2 separate regions of the Danio rerio genome follow, and region 2 is linked to region 1. Evidence: chromatin contacts called from public HiCAR-type data. All regions are on one chromosome and are shown on one strand. Each heading gives the region's core, a stretch centred on a gene start, on an enhancer-like site or on the middle of the called end of the contact. The rest is flanking DNA. Distances are from core to core; before and after follow the strand shown. Region 1 overlaps LOC141380320 (a long non-coding RNA gene). Region 2 overlaps LOC141380320 (a long non-coding RNA gene).

Region 1 (7,815 bases), core at 1,400-3,899:
GCGTAATTGAAACATCAAGGAGAACGCAGAGAAAAAAATCACTTATAAATTAAAACGTTATAATTTTATGCAACAGCCTTATATTTAAAAGAGAAACGTAAGAGCCCTAACATATAAGGTGTTTTATAAAATAGTCTATCTTAAACTGACCAGTTATATGTTTTCTTTCCCTTATTTATTTATTTGTTTGGCGCATGTACTCATGTGCGATCTGAAAACTAGTGTAATGATGGCATGCCATCTTTACTAGACTCGGGAAAAGTACGCCTCTCCATTCACTGCGCCCCGAAACCCCAGCTGGCCCTCTTTGGCCCAAGCTATTCGGCGGGCCAAAAAAGACCAGCCGCTGGCTGATTAGGCCCCGGAAGTGACAGTGGAAATGCGACTGGCCGTGTCACGCCCTGGCTCGCTTGCTTTAGGCCCGATAGTGGAAACGAGGCTAGTGATAGAGCCAATTCGATGACACAGAGAGTCAAGACCTCGGATTTTACATCTCATCCGAAAGACCACTGACAGTATAGTGTCCGCTTCACTTTTACTGGGGCATTAGAACGCCCCCTGCTGGCCCCTCTAACACCACTTCCAACAGCAACCTAGTTTTCCCATGTCGTCTCCCATCCAGGTACTGACCAGGCTGAGCCCTGTTTAGCCAGTCTTGGGCTGCAGGGTTATATGGCTGTGGCAAATCATCAATAACCAAATCCAGCTAATTGAGTATTCCACATACGAAGAACAGACCCCTGATATCAAATCAATGGAGCACATATGGGATGTGCTGGAAGGAGAGATTCACATCATTGATGCGTGACACTGTCATGTCAAAGTAGACCAATGACCAGTGTTTCTAGGATTTTGTTGAATTTACACCACAATAGAATTAAAGCAGTTCTCAAGTCAACCAACTACCAAGGTACACTGATCAGTGAGTGTATAAATATACTAAAATTCTACTTCTTTCACATCTTACAACACACACACATCTAAAGATGCATCGCAAGGACGGCACAGTGGCTCAGTGGTTAGGACTGTTGCCTCACAGCAAGAAGGTCACTGGTTCAAGCCCCGACTGGGCCAGTTGGCATTTCTATGTGTAGTTTACATGTTCTCCCCATGTTCGCGTTGGTTTCCTCAGGGTGCTCCGGTTTCCCCCACAGTCCAAAGACATGCACTATAGGTGAATTGGGTAAACAAAATTGGCCTTAGTGTATGAGTGTGTGTGTATGAATTTGAGAGTGTATGTGTGTTTCCCAGTAATGGGTTGCAGCTGGAAGGGCATCCGCTGCGTAAAACATATGCTGGAATAGTTGGCAGTGGTGACCCCTCATATATAAGAGACTAAGTCGAAGGAAAATAAATGAATGAATATGCATCACAGCTTCTGCCTCCAAAACTGACAGGTTCTGTTCTACTTTCGTCTGTAGCTCAGTCCGTTTCCGACCAGACTGTCTGATCCCTGATGTGTCAGTCTCCATTACCCGTCTGCTTAAATCCTTTTCCACTCCAAGAGCCCCCTACACACACATATGCACCACACACACTCAAACACTATGTGATTTCATACTTAATGGGGACTTCCCCTAGACATAGTGATTTTTATACTGTACAGACGGTGTATTCTGTCCTCTTCCCTAAACTCAACCCTCAGAAACATCTGCAGGTTTACATTTGACAAATACTTCATTCTGTGAGATTTAACACACACAAACACACACACACACACACACACACACACACGCACACACACACACACACACACATGCACAGACAGACACACACTGATTCATACAGACTTGCAGATAGACAAATACACAAACTCACACAAAAAAACACGCACACACTCACATAAAAACAATCTTTCTCACACACATATCACACACACTCTCACACACGTTTACTCTTGACACACAATCTAACTTGCACACATACAAACACAGACACACTCTCATTTTGTCTCACACACTCTCTCTTACTCTGTATCACTCACACTCAGACACACACATATAGAGAGATAGACAGACACACATTATACATTCAAACACAGACAAACAGACACACACACACATCTTACACTCAAACACACACATATACACAGACGCATCTTACACTCAAGCACACACACACAGACACACACGCATCTTACACTTAAGCACACACACACACACAGACACACACGCATCTTACACTCAAAGACACACCCACATCCCTCACACACGTGCACACACACACGCACAAACATGCACAGGTACATCTTTACACTCAAACACAGACAGACAGATACACATACTTTTACAAACACTCACATAGACACAGACACACATATACACACACACACAGACACACATTTTTTACTCAAACACACAGACACTTTCACACTTATGCACACATCTACATCTCAGACACACACACACACACATCTTACACTCAATCACACACAAACACTCTTTCATGCTCTCACAAGCGTACTCACAGAAACACAAATCTCACACTCACACACACTCACTCTCTCTCATACACACACACGCGCGCGCTCACACACACACACACACACATGGGTCAGCTGCAGTAGCATCGCTGGAGGCTTGTAAGCACACAGGATCATGGGATTGTTAGGGGGGTTCAGACTGAACACACGTCTGTGTGGGCAAGCAGGTTTGGCAAGCGAACACACGTGGGTGGTTTTGTGCGAGACAGAAAGAGGAGAAGAAAGGAGAGAGACCGGAATAATGCGAGCCATTGAGATATTTTGCACCAGTGAACAGCGAATACAGGAACTGGTGATGATGGTGACGATGATGATGATGATGTACATCAGTCAGTGTGCGGTGATGTCATAGCATTTGGCCTTGAGTCAATAACATGTGGTTGAGGTTTCATTCACTTCAGTGGCACTGTGTCCAACGCTTCAATGAATCACACACACACAGAACACAGCCTGCTCATGCCTTTTATTTTGGTATTTAGATTTTAATTGAACGTTCTGCTTGAAATCAATTAATCAATCAATCAATCAATCAAACAACCAATCCATTAATTCATTAATTCATTCAACCAACCAATCAACCAGCAACTCATTCATTCATTCAACCAGCCAACTAACCTTCATTCATTCATTCATTCATTCATTCATTCATTCAATCAACCAACCATTCATTAATTTATTCATTTATTCAATCAACCAATCATTCAATCAACCCTTCATTTGTTCTTTCATTAACTCACTCATTTATTCAATCAACCAATCATTCAACAAACACGTCATTTATTAATTAATTAATTAAATCAATCAATCAATTGATCAACCATTCATTCATTCATTCATTCATTCAACCAACTATTCATTCAACCAACCAAGCAACCAACCAATAAACTAACCAACCAGCCAACCAACCAATCAATCAATCAATCAATCAATCAATTGTTTGTTGGTTCAATCAACCAACCAGTCAACCAACCATTCATCCCTTCATTGATTCAACCAACATTCATTCATTCATTCATATAATCAATCAATCAGTCAATCAATCAATCAACTTCTCGTTCGTTCATTCATTCATTCATTCATTCATTCAACCATTCATTAATTTATTTTAATTTATTTACCCAATCAATTAACCACTCATTCAACCAACCAACCAATATTCATTCATTCATTAATTCATTAAACCAACCAACAATTAATTAATTAATTCAATCAATCAATCAACCAATCATTCAACCATCCAGCCAACCAATCAACGAACCATTAATTAATTATTAATTAATGATTGATCATTCATTCATTCATTCATTCATTCATCCATTCATCCATTCATTCATTCATGCAATAAATCAGCTATCCAATTAATCAACCAACCAACCAACCATTCATTCCTTTATTAAACCAACTAACCAGCCAACATTCATTTATTTTTTCATTCATTCATTCATTCATCATTCATTCATTCATTCATTCATTCAATCAACCGTTCATTCATTAATTCAACCAACCATTCATTAATTCATTCGATTGATTATTCATTATCCAATTTTTATACAATTTAATCTGCTAATTTAGCTTGATTAATTATTCATTCATTTATTCATTCATTCATTTTCTTGTTGGCTTAGTCCCTTTATTATTCCGGGGTCGCCACAGCTGAATGAACCGATTACTTATCCAGCAAGTTTTTACACAGCAGATACCCTTTTAGCTGCAACCCATCTCTGGGAAAACCCATCTCTGAAAAATGTATTAATAATTTTTTAAGATTTTGATGTTAATGTGTAATATAATGTTGACTAATCTGCATAATGTACCCTTAATCTCATTATTGTAAGAATTTAATGTAAAATTTAAAATATGTCCTTCTTATTACTGTAGTGCAATTAAAATGTCAAAAAAGGATTATACCATTACAAAATATAAACAAAAATCTGAACAAATAAGGATCAAATAGCATTTTTAATCAGCATTTTCTTGGCTTTTCCCACTTAATTAATCTAATTACTGTAATACAGTAATTAAAAAAATATGTAATTGTTATTACTGTAAATAAATAAAGCCTGTCTGATTAAAATGGTAATTTAATGTGATTAATTATTCACATCTTTATTTATATCTTTATTGTCTTTCCAGATCAAATATTATTTGCACTAATCATACGAATTAGTCTGCATACATTGCAATTCCTCGTATTCATATTTTACATTTTCAAGTTTAATTTATTACTGTACTGTAAATAAATAAATAAATTCTATGTAAATTAATAGTCATTTCTTGTACTGTAAGAAATCTGTTTATTGTATTACATTTTCTTGAATGGCTTTTCTTGGGTAATATTATAAATAATTCCTTTTTTGTTCATATTTCATATCTAATTAATTTCGTTAACATTTCCTTCTCATTAATTGTAATTACAGTGTAGTAACGTAAAAATGTGCATTTCTCATTAGTGTCATAAAAATAAACAAGCAACAAAAAAACTAACAAACAGAAAAATCTAACAAAACAAAACTAGGATAATTTATGATTATTAAAAATTTTTCAATGACTTTTATTAGGTTTTCTCAGCAAATATATAAGTTGGCGGTTCATTTCACTGTGGCGTCCCCATATTAATAAAGGGATTAAGCCGAAAATAAAATGTATATATATAAAACCAATTATAATTATAATATATATAACAAATTTATTCATCTGCTCATCTGTCTATTGCCCAAAATTGTCATTATTTTATACAGTATGGGGGAAAGAGCCACTTTAGCATGATTAATTATGCGAAAAATTATGAATTTACTTTTATTCTATTTTATATCTATAATATATATATTCCTTATGATGCAAAGAAAGCTCATAATGGTTTCATTATGTTAATGGAAAAATTATATTTTAAAATATATGAGAATCTAATAAGAAAAAAGAAAGCACAAAAAAGAAAAGGAAACATGGTCATGATGAATTATATTTGGAAATTTGCTTTATTTGCTTTATCCTTATGTGAATTATTGCTTTGCAGAGCAAAATATGAGGATATTTTTCCATAAGACTATATTATCCATAAGACACTGCCGCACTAAATAATTTTTAAACATTTAACTTTTTACACACATAAATTGTAATTTTTTTACTGTATTTTTACTGTTTGTAGTATTCTGTGAATTATGAAGTGATAAAAGAAGATTACCAAATAAGAAAAGAACATTGACTCTAATATGTCAAAAAAATAAATCAAGAATTTTGAACCTGACTTCATCCAAACTTCAGATGTTTGTGCTAGAAATATATGCAAATTAGTGCATATTTAATATAATACGGCCTCATTTGCATATTTAAAAATAGCTTTTTTGAAAAAAAAAATTTCAATTCCTAATATATCCAATCTACTTAGTATCATGGTGATAAACATTATTTATTTTATATTTTTTTATTTACCTGTTCACCTGCAGTGTCTTGTCTTTTTTGTCTTTTGTCATTTTTTCTTCTTCAGTGTTCACCCACTCATGCAGTGTTTCTGTGACGGGACACACACATCAGCCCACAGAGACACACAGACCTCCAGCTCTTAAAGAGACAGAAACATCAAGATTGAGGTTCCTGTGCTGAATCTGACAGAGGTAAACAACTATCCTGCACTCCAACATCCTTCACGATATTCAAGATTACGAGGACAAGAATATTACGAATATATTATTCATTTATTCATTTTCATTTTGGCTCAGTCCCTTTATTAATCGGGGGTCGCCTCAGCGGAATGAACTGCCAACTTATCCAGCATATATTTTACACAGCGGATGCCCTTCCAGCTGCAACTCATTACTGGGAAACATCCATACACACTCGTTTACGCACATACACTATACGGCCAATTAGGCTTACCCAATTCACTTATACCAATGTTTTTAGACTTGTGGGGGAAACCGGAGCACCCGGAGGAACCCCACGCGAACACGGAGAGAACATGCAAAATCCACACAGGAATGCCAACTGGCCCAGGCGAGGCTCGAACCAGCTTCTTTCTGTGAGGCGATTGTGCTACCCACTGCGCCACCGTGACGTCACAAATATATTAGAACATTCATGATTATTTTGTCTTTGTGATCATAAATATACATAAACATACAATAAAACTCTTTCTAGAAACATACTAATGTGTTTATTTGGACACAAATAATGCTAAAAGCCACTTAATTTAACTAATGCATTAGGTGGAGTCTACATGTTCTTCCTGTGTTCACGTGGGTTTCCTACAGGTGCAGGTTTCGCCCACAGTCCAAAGACATGCGGTACAGGTGAATTGGGTAAGCTAAATTGGCCATAGTGTATGAGTGTGAGAGAGTATGGGTGTTTTCCAGTACTGGGTTGTGGCTGGAAGGGCATCCGCTGCGTAAAACATATGCTGGAATACTTGGTGGTTCATTCCGCTGTAGCAACCACTGATAAATAAAGAACTAACCTGAAGAAAAATTATTAGGTAAGGCATAAAGCACAACCAGTCAGTTGGTATCATAGAATAAAACCTAATAGACTTATCAGCAGTTTGCTGTATAAGACTGAAGTGCTTTTTTTTATGCCTTTATTACAGGACTACTTGCCTCAAAACATAAAAAATTGAACACAAAACATTGTTCTGAGCCATACTAGTTTTATTATTGAAAATGTACAAAATGAAAACAGCTGAATGGAGCATACACTAACCTACATATTAATTAATAATAAGATGGCGTCAAATAACAGTGGTGTGACAGACATACATTCACTTGGATGTGAACATATTCTCTGAATATATATATTTTATTTATATGTGGCTGGGATGAGAATCAGCACTGGAAAAAGGTAGTTTGCCATCTCTAGGTTAGAGGAAAGTTCTTAACCCATGTCAAGGAGTTTAAGTATTTTGGGGTTTTGTTCTTGAATGAGAGAAGGATGGAGCGTGAGATTGACAGAATATCTTCTAGATATTCATAGAAGAATTAAATGCAAAACCTTTTTTTTATTTCATTTTTATCTTTATCTATTTATTCCAAAAATATTTATTTCCAATTAAAGTAAAAAAAAAAAATATATATATATATATATATATATATATATATGTGTGTGTGTGTGTGTGTGTGTGTGTGTGTGTGTGTGTGTGTGTGTGTGTGTGTGTAAAACACAAAGCATGGTTTTCCCTGTCTTGCCACAGTAACAAATAGCAGCAGCACTGTAACCAAGCCATTGACTGAATCTCTGCATTTAGTCGCACGGTCTCTCTTAAAGATCCCTTCTTAAGCGTCTTATTCCACAGCAATAAATAATGTCTGCTGGACTTCAGAGTGTGAAAGATCAGAGGCTGCGTG
Region 2 (7,815 bases), core at 3,731-6,230, 71 kb before region 1:
ATATATATACATACATACATACATACACACATACACTCACAGATATTTAACATGATCTGTAAAGTGTTGTAATGGTGTAAACCAAAATATTTAGCTTCTTTTTGAATTCGTCCCCTAGGCGCTCAGGTCTGCCACGTTGGATTTTAGCCGCCTGCCTCTTCCTGTCTATCATGGTGATGCTGTGGCTTAGCTGTGCCAGTCTTGTCACGGCACCCGAACAGCACATCAAGACTCAGGTACCCATTCATTCATTTCAACAGAGGTACTGGGGCGCATAGTAAAAGAAAAGCAAGTATCTAGCATATCTAGCATAAATTTCCACCTGCTTCTACACATGAATATTACGTTTCAAATTATGGGTGGCATTTCCTGTTTGGGGAGCTTCTATTCAAAAGAACTGAAACCGATCACTTCATTTATGTTACAAATAATCCTTATCCAACTGACTGAGAGATATGAGAAATATAACTTTAATTTTATCAATTAAGAATACAACATTATTTGATAATTTAACTTATTATCAGAATGTATTATCTTTTCAGTTCACTGTGCCTCCACATAATTTTCTCTAGTATTCCCTCAAGTACAGTAATATTCAATATACATCAGTAATATGACTGCAGAATTACTTGTTTCAAGCTTTTGGTGTTATTAATGGATCTGCTGAATTTAATTTGCTAATACAACCCTTTTTAAGACACATTGTACCAGTTTTATTTAAAACAATTTGTTCCATTAATTCACGCAAAGCATCTTGGGTTGTAGGAAAAAGTTGGAAATTTTTGAACCCAACAGTTGGTAACGAATGTTGTATTTACAGCTCAGCATCAATGGGGATAAAGAGTTCATGGATGACGCTCAAAAGGTCAACCCTTACCACCTGACGCCAGTGATCGCGATGACAATCGCCCAATCAGAAGAGAGCAAGGAGGCGGGGCCACTTCCAGTCAAGGTCGACCTCAGCAAAACATCTCTTTAAAAGCACCGAAGAGGTCGACACTTTTGACAACTAGGGTTAAACTCATCTCCAGAGCTATTTCTCGCAATTTAAGAGGAAGTGACATCATTTTTCTAAATAAAAATAATACAACTGCATGACGCCATTTATTATATCGGTTACGACGTATGTCCTGTCTGAATACTAGTCTTCTCACTGAATTCGCAGAAAGAACTGTAGTATAGGTGCTTGTTCACATAATATACTAACACGTTTTCGACTATAATATATACATACACTAGTTAACGTCATGAGCAACGTTGCAATGTTTCTTATCGCTAAGTGCACTGTATAAACACGGGCTTAGATGTTAAGTCATGCCACAACCTCAAAAGAATGGTTATTTGTCAAGCTTTAGGGCCTTTAATACTATGAGAAACGTTTAGTTTGGCGATGAATGCTTTCAAAGCGCCCCTCCTTGTTATTAATTAGCGTCGCAATATAAGCTTTGAAGGTGATCTGTCGCACTTGTAGATTCTCGCTTTTGATGTGAAATGAGCAACAGGAAAATTAAATGAAGCCAATTAGCGTAAGATCTGGTTTCATAACGACGTTTACAAAACACGAATGCGTCCTTTGAACTGATATGTAATCAAACTGACAAGGACTCTTAATTGCTTTACAGATTGTGAATGCAGTAGTTTGCTGGATTTTGTTCAGTTGTACAGTTAAATAAAGAAAAAACTGTGGTTTTGTACACAGGCAGGTATTGAGGCAAATTTCTTTTTTTCATATGCATAATTACGCATCCATACTAAGCCTGACTAAACCACTCACATTCATGTCAAGGAAGCATGATGTGTATTTATTGAATTATTTATTTATGTATTTATTCAAAAGAATAAAGCAGCGCCTGTAGTCTTTTAGCTCTCGTTTAGATAGCCCATTGATTTGTATGTTACATAATCATAATCCTTTATAGACAGGAAAATGCTTGCTGTTCAGACCGAATGTGAATTGTTGTATTATTCCAATGCCTTTCTCCCCCCCTTAAATATTCTCCATCTCTGCCCGGTTTATTGTGGGTGGAGTTTGGGGCGGGTTTTGAATGCCCAGCCACCAGGCTTTGACAAATATCTTTTTGTAACTAGACTGTAGGATTGAGGAGCTTTCATGGCACTATTTGTCTTGTGCTGCTATTCGCCCCATTTAAGCCCAGCCACAGTGCATGCTAGTACGCTATGAGACATTGAATATATCGTCCCATCTATTTTGGAAACAAACTGCTGTACGCTCGTGATCTTTGTGTTTTTGCTTAATGTTCTGTAGGCATTGTAATTATGACCATAGATTACTAAGAAGAGGTGAGATTCCTTCCATTTAATATCTACTGGTACATCGTTACTGTATGAAATACAAGTCGGTAATATCTTTTTATTTCTTTCTTTTGAATAGTTTCCCAAAAGAAACTCCATAATATCGGACAAATAAAGTGTTTTCATGTTGTAATTATGCTGCTGTGGGTCCAGTTTCTGTTCAGATCGTTCAGTTGCAGAAATTTTAAGGACATTGATCTCACAAAAACATTACTTTAACTGTTCGTTTACTTTCATTTAGGCCATCCATAATGTATGGGATTTTTTTTCATAAGTGGAATATGCAAAAAAGTTTTAAGCATGATCATTGGTGATTTTATCAAATGCAATTCAACAGCTTCCAGAACTATGGAGAGGGCAATCTGAGCTGCATCCAATGCTTTTTAATGCGCTCACTTAACCCCACACTTCATAGTTACTTCAGTAGCACTGTTAAGTGCATTGTGTCTGACATTGCATCACTGAGATATGCAGTCTCAGCTTGCATCATCAAGGCCGCATCCAGATACTATTGGAAATATAGTTGCTAATTACAGGGTTTTGTGGCAGTTTGACTCCCCTAATGACCCTTGACTCGTCTGAAAGATGTTTAGGGTGGTCAGCCATTTAAATAGCGAGAAATGGTTTGATCTTAAATAAGAATATTAATAACTAAAAAACAGATAATATGCATTTGACATTTGACCACCCCGATAGTGGTTCATACCACTGCGAATACGTAATTGCGCAAAGCAGTCTATATTTAGTCAGCAGTCTGGCTGCGGCTGATCTACAGCATCAATAGTGTAGATAGGAGTTTCTATCTACATATAGCCTAAAAGTAAAGTCAAAGTAGATGCACAGTCAGTGGTTTTATAGACCTTTCCTCGCACATGGAAATCAAAGAGTAAAGTAAATAAAATATTTCATTTATTGTCACAGGAATGGAAATTGGTCAATCAACCCTGAAAAATACACACACACACACACATACACATTTATATATATATATATATATATATATATATATATATATATATAGGCATTGCAAAATTAATACTTGTGGCATGTCTCACAGGGTCTACTTAACACATGTTTGTTTACCACATACTAGTTGGCTTGGTATCACCATAACATCCACTACGAATACTTGTCATGCGTCATATGTCGAGTCAGAGGTTGTCAAGAATTTGACAAAAATGTGCATTTGGCAGCCAACAAAAGTCTGAGATTTGAGTTTAGAAATTAAAAATCTAAAGTATAGTATATATATATATATATATTTTATTTTAATTTGTTTTTAACTCTTTCTTAAAACACCCCACTGGTGGTGTATGGGTTTTACGATAAATTTCTGCACTTAAAATGGCCACTAAACACTATTATATACAGCATGGAAGAGCATGGATAACATTTAAAACGACTCTGATGTGTTGTATTTATCTATTAGATGTCACAACCTAAAAAGATGGAAACGAACTTACTTGAATTACCGAGGATAACAATTTCAACAAAATTGTCTGTGATGTTTTACTGTAGAAAAAGGCACTTGCATCTCAGATGGCCTTGGGGTGATTAACTGCAAATTGAAATTTTGGAAATTTAATTTAACCAGGTAAATGTTTAATCATATATTTTACAACAAAACATATTAAATTTAAAATGTATTATATATGAATTTGTCTCTGTAGGTCCAAAATTTGAATGTATATCATTGTTAAAATATTGTTCTGTGCATACTGTGTGTAATCATAGCCCAGTGGAATAAAAAAGTTTACACTGAATTATAACAAATTGTAATTTTAAAGTAATTAATTAATGGTTGTATATTTCAGCAAGCTTGTTTGGAAAAGGCAATTCAGTGTAACTTAAGACGCATTCATCGCCACACTTTTAACATTTGTTTCTTTCTTCTGTTAAATACAAAAGAAGATATTTTAAAGAAAGTTAGAAAACTTTAACCAATGACCATGGTATTTGTATACTCTTAAATGTTTATAACCACTTGAGGATGAGTAAAAGGTGAGTAAATTTTATTTTTTGCGGAACAATTCCTTTAACCGTAATTGTAATAATTAATTAACCACAAGGGGGCACGAGAGAGACGTATTTAACTCCAAAAGAATTGGCTGTGTATTATAACTGGTATTACTTGCCAAGTAACATTTTTCATAAATGTATGAACATTTTTAAACAAAATTCTAATAATTAGAAATTATGTTTCCTAGAAAGGAAACTTCACAAGGCTTGATTTTTATGTTTTTGTCAGCGTAAATACGTGCACAATCACACTATGGCCACTAGATAGCGCACTTCCACCTAGAGATTACAGTAGACGCACAAGGATTATCTTATTACACGTACGTTAAATAAATCACTGATTATATACTCAATTTATCCCCACCATTGCGTATTGGATTGCCAAAATTCATTTCTAGCATTGTCCCTTAGAACTTTTTTACTTCTACACCGCATATCTTACCGTTTACAGGTATTTTCCAAAAACAAACCACCTGTGCTGTGAAGCAGGTGCGAACCTGTGAAGGTCAGCGGCACATTTTTAGGCGAGATGTCCAGCAGACTGTTCTTCAAAAATAGCTTCCTTCAAATTTAACACCCTGTCACACACACACTCTCCCTCTCTCTCCTTTTCTCTTCTCCCATCGGCTGTGTGATAGAACAGTTCCCAACTGAGCCAACTAATAAAAACGAGTCATTTCTGTATCGATGATGAATTACAACAAATATGAAAAGGTGCGTAAGAGAGAATTATTAAAGTACCTCTGAGGAATTTTGTAACTGCCAGTTGTGGTTTACTTTGTGATTATGACCACCTGACTGTATACTATGCTGTTTATTCCATGACTGCTCATAAAATATGTGCGCCATTGTTTTAATTAAAATTATATTATAATCTTACCTTTGTATTCTCACACAGAAAAAAAAATACACCTTTGGTTTATTACAGGCTACTTACGTGCTCTAAGGTTATGCTTTTCAGTATATTCTTGTATTTTTCCGAAAAATAGCCAGTGTTCTGACAAACTGTGGCATTACCAACTACCAACACCATAGTAGGCGGCGTTAAGGCATCAAACCACAATAATATGATGGTGGAAACATTATTAAAAGTAAATGAAAAAAAGAATTTAAAATAATCAAACCAGTTGAACTACAAGCGGTAAATGATGGTTTACAAATTAGTAGTACCATAATTTTAACTGTTTTTGTAATCTATGAATAATTAAAAGAATCTGAGAGTTTGCATTTTTGGAAATCAATATCCACAAAAAATATATATATAAAATACTATAGTAATACGTACTTAATATAGTGTTTTGAACCATATATAGTAAAGTACTTGCATTAACCTGATGTGGTTATTCTGTAGTTGCCTATTGTACACAACAACTGTAGTAATCTAAACAAATGACCAAATAATGCAGTTTTCCATAAATTTAGGGTATATTATACAACAACACTCCACAGTTTACTCTAGTAAAAACGTATAGGCTATACTACATTTATTTTTTTTACAATTTAACAGTTTACTGTAGTTCATACTACAGTGTGTTGTAGACAGCATTCATTAACAGAGTTATAAATATAATATTTACACTGTATAATGCACTTTACTATAGTATGGTACAAAAAGATTATAGTATTTACTATTAATTGCAATAGATTAAACAGATTTTTTATGAGGGCAACACTCAAAAAAATACTTGATTTTAAAATCTGGGTTTCATTTGTACAAACCCAACTGTTTACCGTTGGGTTTAAATAAAATCTTAACTCAACATTTGGGTTGGTCCATTTCTGAGTCATATTTATTTTGAAACAACCTATTTGAAGTGTATCATCTGTTTTGATAAAAAATAACAAAATCTGACCACGTCACAAAGTGACAGAAGCCTGGCTTATCCACCTTATTCTTAAAGCAAACACTTAACCCTAAATGTGTGAGGCTTAATACTAAAATCTTGTGTTTGTTTTTACTGAAATCATCAACAAACTGCTTTGGAGTGTAAGCAGTTCTACTATTTCCTGCACTTGTATTCTTCTTATAAGTGTGTGAGTTGACACTGCACATATCAAAAGCATTTAAAAAAAAAAAAGCACAAAACCCTAATTTTGAATCTTTTGTTTTGTTTGTTTGTTTTTGTTAATGTGCGTTTCGAGTAACCAACCAGGTATCATATAGGGTGTATGATTTAAAGTTTTAAATCAAAATCTTAAAATATCAATATGATTGCCACCAACCTTATTTAAAACTTAAATTTCAAAGGAACCAGAGGTGAAATTACAGGTTTTGACCTCATCCATGCATGTACTCTTTAGTGGATAATAATTTGGACATCATCATTCACAGAAATATTTACACCTAAATACGCTACCTGACAAAAATCTTGTTGTCAATCCCAGTTGTAAGAGAAACAAATAACAACTTGATTTCTAGTTGATCATTTGGAAAATTGGCAGAAGGTAGATTTTTTTTCTGATGAGTCATCTGTTGAACTGCATCCCAATCATAACAAATACTGCAGAAGTCCTATTGGAACCCACATGGACCCAAGATTCTCATAGAAATCTGTCAAGTTTGGTGAAGGAAAAATCATGGTTTGGTGTTGCATTCAGTATAGGGTCTTGCGAGAGATTTGCAGAGAGGATGGCAAATTACAAACCACAGGAGAGGGCAAATTTTCCAGCAGCATAGCACTCCTCATACTTCAGCCTCTACAACAATGTTCCTAAAAGCAAAGAAGGTCAAGGTGCTTCAGGATAGGCCAGCCCAGTCACCAGAATGAACATTATTGAGCATGTCTGGGGTAAGACGGAGGAGGCATTGAAGATGAATCCAAAGAATCTTGATGAACTCCAGGAGTCCTGCAAGAACACTTTCTTTGCCATTCCAGATGACTTTATAAATTGGATATTTGAGTCATTGCAGAGATGTATGGATGTAGTCCTCCAAGCTCAAGGGAATCATATTAATTGTTTCTCCACTGCACCATGTCTTTATATTCTATACATTATTTCTGTTAAGTGACAAGACTTTTGTCTAAGCAAAGTCAGACCTTAAAGTCCTAATTAAATAATTAAAAATCAAGACATGGTCATATTTAATTTTGGTAAAATAAGTGTAATCTAGAGGCCTTTGCCTTTCATACAAACCCCTTCTGATACCAAATGATCAACTAGAAGTCAAGTTATTATTTGCTGTTCTTAAAACTTGGATAAGTGACAAGACTTTTGTCAGGTAGTGTACAATGTTGCCATTGATGTAGACCAATTGGAATCAAGTATTTCATACAGCAGTATAGAAAATAAATACAATATAACCTTTTGTTTACAATATGCAAATGAGCTGGATGTTCTTCCTAAAAATGCTGTTTTTTTTTAATTTTGGTTCATTTAAATTTGGTCCTCTAAATTTAGTAAACAGGTAACCCAGCTACTGGATTTGTTCTTATTTTATCTAAAACTGGGTTGAAACAACCCAGCAGAGTCTATTGTTCACCC

The links. HiCAR-type assays count read pairs that join an accessible place to other places.
Region 2: a HiCAR-type map of caudal fin shows a contact between it and region 1, with 4 times the contacts expected there. The contact joins two enhancer-like sites. A contact is called at or near these places in 5 of 18 Hi-C or Micro-C datasets (caudal fin, embryo and skeletal muscle) and 1 of 4 datasets of contacts at active chromatin or transcription factors (caudal fin).

Annotation. Positions count from the first base shown.
Region 1 is chr22:20,865,000-20,872,814 of GRCz12tu, reverse strand. The region is part of intron 1 of LOC141380320 (a long non-coding RNA gene); the gene reads right to left. Among named protein-coding and RNA genes, the nearest start is that of ssbp4, 10 kb to the right of the region's middle. Within about 2 kb of position 2,649, at least 11 of the 62 cell types and tissues checked have an H3K27ac peak or open chromatin away from gene starts, as enhancers often do. A contact at or near this core is called in caudal fin, where this site is marked.
Region 2 is chr22:20,938,021-20,945,835 of GRCz12tu, reverse strand. The region is part of intron 1 of LOC141380320 (a long non-coding RNA gene); the gene reads right to left. It overlaps LOC137488923 (a long non-coding RNA gene), which reads right to left. Exons shown (of 5, transcript XR_011008218.2): 4 at 3,777-3,871; 5 at 2,387-3,257. tmem59l (transmembrane protein 59-like) reads left to right here. Exons shown (of 8, transcript NM_213337.2): 7 at 119-236; 8 at 821-2,449. The coding sequence ends at 979. Among named protein-coding and RNA genes, the nearest start is that of tmem59l, 21 kb to the left of the region's middle. Within about 2 kb of position 4,980, at least 6 of the 62 cell types and tissues checked have an H3K27ac peak or open chromatin away from gene starts, as enhancers often do. A contact at or near this core is called in caudal fin, where this site is marked.